Regions from separate parts of the Triticum aestivum genome. Here region 1 is linked to region 2. A link is a contact called in public Hi-C data. All regions are on one chromosome and are shown on one strand. The core of a region is the stretch at or near the end of the contact, and the rest is flanking DNA. Distances in the headings are between cores, read along the strand shown. Region 1 has its middle 93 kb from the start of LOC123056255. Region 2 holds the start of LOC123056255 (protein root UVB sensitive 6).

The links. A called contact is a pair of places that touch in the nucleus more often than the background predicts.
Region 1: a Hi-C map of leaf shows a contact between it and region 2, with 9 times the contacts expected there. The contact joins the enhancer-like site here to the promoter of LOC123056255 in region 2. A contact is called at or near these places in 4 of 5 Hi-C or Micro-C datasets (leaf and an unstated tissue).

Annotation. Positions count from the first base shown.
Region 1 is chr1A:458,780,542-458,783,241 of IWGSC CS RefSeq v2.1, forward strand. No RefSeq gene overlaps it. Among protein-coding and RNA genes, the nearest start is that of LOC123056255, 93 kb to the left of the region's middle. Within about 2 kb of position 1,255, at least 1 of the 8 cell types and tissues checked has an H3K27ac peak or open chromatin away from gene starts, as enhancers often do. A contact at or near this core is called in leaf, where this site is marked.
Region 2 is chr1A:458,687,854-458,690,553 of IWGSC CS RefSeq v2.1, forward strand. It overlaps LOC123056255 (protein root UVB sensitive 6), which reads right to left and starts at 1,426. Exons shown (of 13, transcript XM_044479906.1): 1 at 996-1,426; 2 at 186-284; 3 at 1-105. The coding sequence starts at 1,352.

The DNA of each region.
Region 1 (2,700 bases), core at 5-2,504, 93 kb after region 2:
ATCCGTCGTGCGCTGGCCCCATGGTGGGCACCAACTGTCGTGGAATTGACACGGCAGATGTCCTAGAGCAAGGACTTAGTCGTAGGGCCATCGCACTAGGAAGCTTGAAGGGGTTAATCGGGACAAAGAACACGAGAGAGTTTTATACTAGTTCGGCCCCTTACGATGAAGGTAAACGCCTACGTCTAGTTGGAATTGGTATTGCTGAGGTTTCGACTTCCAAGAGGCTCAACTCGCCGGCTTGGTTATCGACTTGGTTGTTTCTTGTCCTAAACCGTCACCGGGTCGTCCCCTTATATACACGGGTTGACGCCAGGTGGCCTACAGAGTCCCGGCGGGCTCATAATCTTGTCCGGCTCGGTTACTTTCTTTACATGTCTTTCTGTACAAGTATTTCCTTACATGTGGCGGTTTACTTACAATATCGGGCCTCAAGCCGGGCCCAGGCCTTTGAGCCTTCTATAAGACTTAATAAACTATAAACTTGGATGTTTACTGAGCGTCTTGCGTAACCCGCCATTGAAGCTGACCTAGCCCCTCCTGGACGGGTCTCAACTGATAGTAATATCCCCAACATCGTGGAAAAAGAAAAAGAATAGTAGTATATTTTTGTCGCGTAACTTGACTTTTGCTGGCCAAAAAGATGGTCAAATTTGAACCTCAAAAATAAGTGTGTGCCTTGTAAATATGAAGGGAGGGAGTAATACTTTGAAGAAAAAGATGACCAGAGTCAAATACGAACGAGAACAAGCCACATCTGTGTCACAATATGTAAGTACCAACTTTGATTTTGTTTTTGCGAATTCGTAATATTGAAGTGCCACAGTTTTGGTACACTAAACACCTTCCGTGCGCCCTACAAAAAAAAAATCTTTTATAAGGAGGAATGCAGGCCAACAATGTCACTACATAACTACAGTATAATTTGTCAGTGTTCTGCTTGCAATAGGGACATTTCACAATCAACGTCTTGCTCCCTTGAAATGTCCCTTTTTCCTTTTCGCGAGGCCTGCTCGTTTGTCATCTTGTACACTTTAAAACCGATCATCAAATACAAACGAAATTGAATGGCCGAATTTTCGGCCACCACCCAATCTTTATACATGTCGTTATCTTAAGAATTCAGTGAAAACGAAAGAAAAATTATTTTGAGCCTCTTTCTCTCTTTGATTTTTCCGGCTACCTAGAGGCCATGCATTTATAAGCCGCCAACGCTCATGTTCCGTGTATGGTTGGCAATGGGGCGATGCTGACTTGGCAGAGGATGAGGTATTACCCACGCCGCTGACCAATGCCGTGCCACTATGCCAGGGTGCAGCTCCCAGCTGTCCAGTTTTGGATATCTCGACATGTGTAGTGGACGGGTCAAAAGAAAATTCGGAGCAACCTTTTTCTTTTTCTTTTTCTAAGCAAGCTGTGCGTGTTTGAACAATGCAATTTTTGCACAAGCTGGGGGACATGAAAAGCCTTTTTTTTAGCATCAGTACAGACACAAGTGCTCATATACACGCGCATACACTCATCCCTATGAACGCACACACGCACACCCTACCACTATAAGCACCCCTGAGAGACTGAGCCGGTATATCATCTTGAGATTTACAAAGTCATTGTAGGCACCTTATCGTCGACGGGAACGTCTCCTCCCACTAAAAGCGCATCGCCGGAAATCCTGAAATAAATTCAGGAATAATGCGAGCACCAGGATTTGAACCCTGGTGGATTGAGGATACCACTGTCCACCTAACCATCTCAACAACAGGTTGGTTCGCTAAAAGCCTATTCTTTTTGGCAAATAATGAAAAGCCTTTTTTAACAAGCTTCAGTTTGAACGGGCTATAGATTAGCAGCGTTAGGTCCGCCTTGAACAAGAAAAATGCTTTTGTACAGCCTTCGGTTTGAGTGAACTGGGGCGACGTTAGGTCCGTTGTTGTGCAAAGCATGTGGGAATATATATTCCTTGTAAACAAGGTTGAAGGTAGGGCAATGTTTTGCTGCAATTCTTTACTATTTCGTGCCACGCAGTTTTAGTTAAAGATTGCTTGTTTTTAGGGATAACACCAAGTTTTATTGTTTAAATCCACACGATGTGGGATACAAATGGGATCATGGAGATGGACCAACCAAATGTGTCGTCCCTGATCAAAAGAATAAGAAAACTTGGCTAACCTATCTGCATCAACGTTGGCAACTCTACCTTCATAACTGAATGTACAATTGAACATTAAAGCTCTACTCTTAATCTCGCTCATAATGTTACTATATGCGGCGTTGCTTCCATTATGAATATCTTTGACAATAATCTTTGAATCCGATGTGACAATGAAATTACGCAACATCATATCCTCCGCAAGAGATAGCGCCTCCCGGCACGCTATGGCTTCCAGGGTCGCAACATCGTTGATCCCGTGAACCACCAAGGAAGAGTTGCCCAAATAATTCCCCTCCGCGTCGCGACAAACAACAATTGAGGCTCCACTTATGTGACTTCGCGCGGTACCTGCATCCACGGGAATTTTGGCGTACCCATATGGAGGTGCTTTGGGACAAACCACGGTCCTGTTTATGCTGATGATGGGAAGGATAATGACTGATACACATAAATACACATAAACATCAGTTGATACAAAATTTATGTGTATAAGTCATTATCCTATATGCCGATCTTACAATGAAAATCCCTCTCTTCTTGAAATGCTA
Region 2 (2,700 bases), core at 176-2,675:
CCAGTTAATAGCCACAGCACCAGACGTAGCCCTGCTTTGTGAGACTCCTACGGAGTTTAACAAGGCTCTTGTTGTAAATACACTCATTGCGCCGCCAAAGAAATGCTGAAAAGTCAAAAGCAGGATTAAACAAGATATTCAAATCTAGTAAATGATGGAACTGAGCATAAATCTGATCAATATACCTTCAGTGCCCTCCATGTCATGTATGGAACATATGAAGGAGCCACGCTGTCTGGAAAACCTTCAGGCACAACATATGACCTTATGAAGGACATAATTTCCTGCAATTGCACAGTTACATAGCATCATCATTGTAGTTCATCAAGCCCCCATGATCAATGAACAAGACCTTAAAAAACCATGATGTGCCTAGCAACAGTAATTAAAAAATCTCAAGGTGTCTCCGCACCAACTAGGAAGCAACTCTAGTTTCCTCATTTTGTCTGTATATTGCAACTTTGCTCCTGAGCAAAGGCCCTAGACTAGATAACCTCAAATCAAATGTGCAGTGACACAAAACAACAACACTAGCATTTCCATGAAAGCATAAGTTAACCAAATGGAGATAGAAGTGATCACTAAATGATGAAACTTAAAATTATAATTGCAGGTCAATTAGGGCGAATCACAAATGAACAAGTAGTGAACCAGTCTAACATTTCTAATTCAACTAATTGAATCAGCAGCCAGCGAGAGACAAAAAACAACCAACGAAGAGACTACTACTCCGTTATTCCTCGAGCAAACACATACAGCCTACAATTCTGGATCCGCACGCGCAAAATCGAAAAATATCCCCACAACAACCCACGTACAGGTACAATTAACAACGCCTTACCCTAAAAAAACAATCACGCCTTGACACATCCTAAACAGAACTCGCATCGCACCAAATCCAGCAATCCCGCTAAATTAGGATCTAGGCATGCGGCGACAGCCACACGCGTGGGCACAGCAATCGCCAATCAAATAGCGCCGGTGGTGGAAATTACCTCGGCGGGCGGCAGCGGGGACTGGAGCGGCACGGCCCTGAAGGTGGCCCCCACCGGCGCAGCGGAGCCGCCCCTGGCCCTGGCGCTGACCCTCCCCGTCTTCCCGGCGGAGGACGCGGCGCCCTCGACGACGTAGCTCCACCGCCTGCCTTCCACCTCCTCGAAGCACAGGACCCCGTCCACGGCGGCCGCGGGGGCCGGCGCCGGCGTCGCCGGCGCCCTCGGGGGCAGCTCGGCGTCCCTGAGGGCGCCGCGCACCGCGTCCCTCACGGCGACCCCCTGCGGGGGCAGCGTGATGGTCTGCGTGGCCGTCGCCGCCGCCGCCGCCGGCCGCTTGAGCCCCATCGCCGGAGCCATCGCGGTGGTGCGGGGGTGGGTGGCTGGGGGGTGAGATTTAGATGGGTTTGCGAGTGGTGAGCGATACAGCGAGGCAGTCTCGCCGAGGAGAGAGAGGAACCACTTTATACCCCCGAGGCCGGGGGGAAATACTGGGGAGACTCCGCAGCCCGGCACGCCCGCGGACGCTACGTCGCAGCGCGGTCCGCCGTGCCGCTGAGACGTGGGTCCGGGAGTGTCGTGCGCCCACAGTGTCATCGGGGTAGGAGGAAGCCGGGTGGCGCGTGGACGGGTGGTCGGCTGCTGGTGCCAGCTTGCGCGGGCTGCTACGCGTACCGCTGTGATGCCCCGTCATGGGCGGCACTGTGGGACCGGATGGTGTGTGGGGCCCTTGGTTCAGTGGGTAACGGATGCTTGTGGGGCCACGAGGGGTGGGGGGCGGCTGCTGGGCAGTTGGCTGGTGCACCGTTGGAATAGAGGGGGGGAGGAAATGGTGGGGCTTAAATTTGGCTTGTGATATTTGTGCTTCGTTTCGATTATTTTTTCGTGGCGTCGGGGCGATATGGTCTGTGAGACGCTGCTCTCAGCAATGGGACACGCCATGTGTGGTTGTTTCGGAGAGACAGAACATGTGCGTCGTTCGGAATTTGTCTTGCTCTTCGGGATTTTTTATAAACGGCGTGTTATTACTACTAAAGCATGAACGTGACGAATAAACATGGGGAACTGGGTGTGCCTCGACCGTCCGAACAGCAACTGATCGCGCGCCGTGCAACAACCTCCTACCACTCACGTGCGCTTTTGTAACGTGGGTTGTGTTGCAACACAGTCTAGCTTGAGATGGATTGTGTTACAGACCTACGAGGTCGAGGGACGGTCGAGAAGTGTTTGCAACACCAGCGCAAGCAAAAACGGTCAGCTGCAAACGCCGAGTGCTACATGGGTCATGTTGCAAACCCCTGAGCGCAACATGCGTCATGCTGCAAATGGTGGGTCATAGTTGAATGACCGGCGCAGACAACTCTCTCGCGCGGGATCCAACGTCTCTGGAGATGGCTGATTTGATCCCCGCGTTAGTCAGCCGACGCGTAGCGCGTGCCATAAAACATCTTCTTTTTGCAGTAGCATAATTTTCATGGAAACACTGAGGATGAGATGGTAGAAACAGACAAGACATGATGGTCGATCGTGAGGTGACGAACATTACCTATTCGTCATGCACCTGTCCGAAACCGAAAATAGAAAGCATTTGCATGTTTCGCAATCTTCAACTTTAACATCCTGTTTTCTAAACACCTCCCCGATATTAAGATAGCTCCTCCCAAGTAACGTCTCAACAAGGGTATGACACGCATACCATTGAAGGATT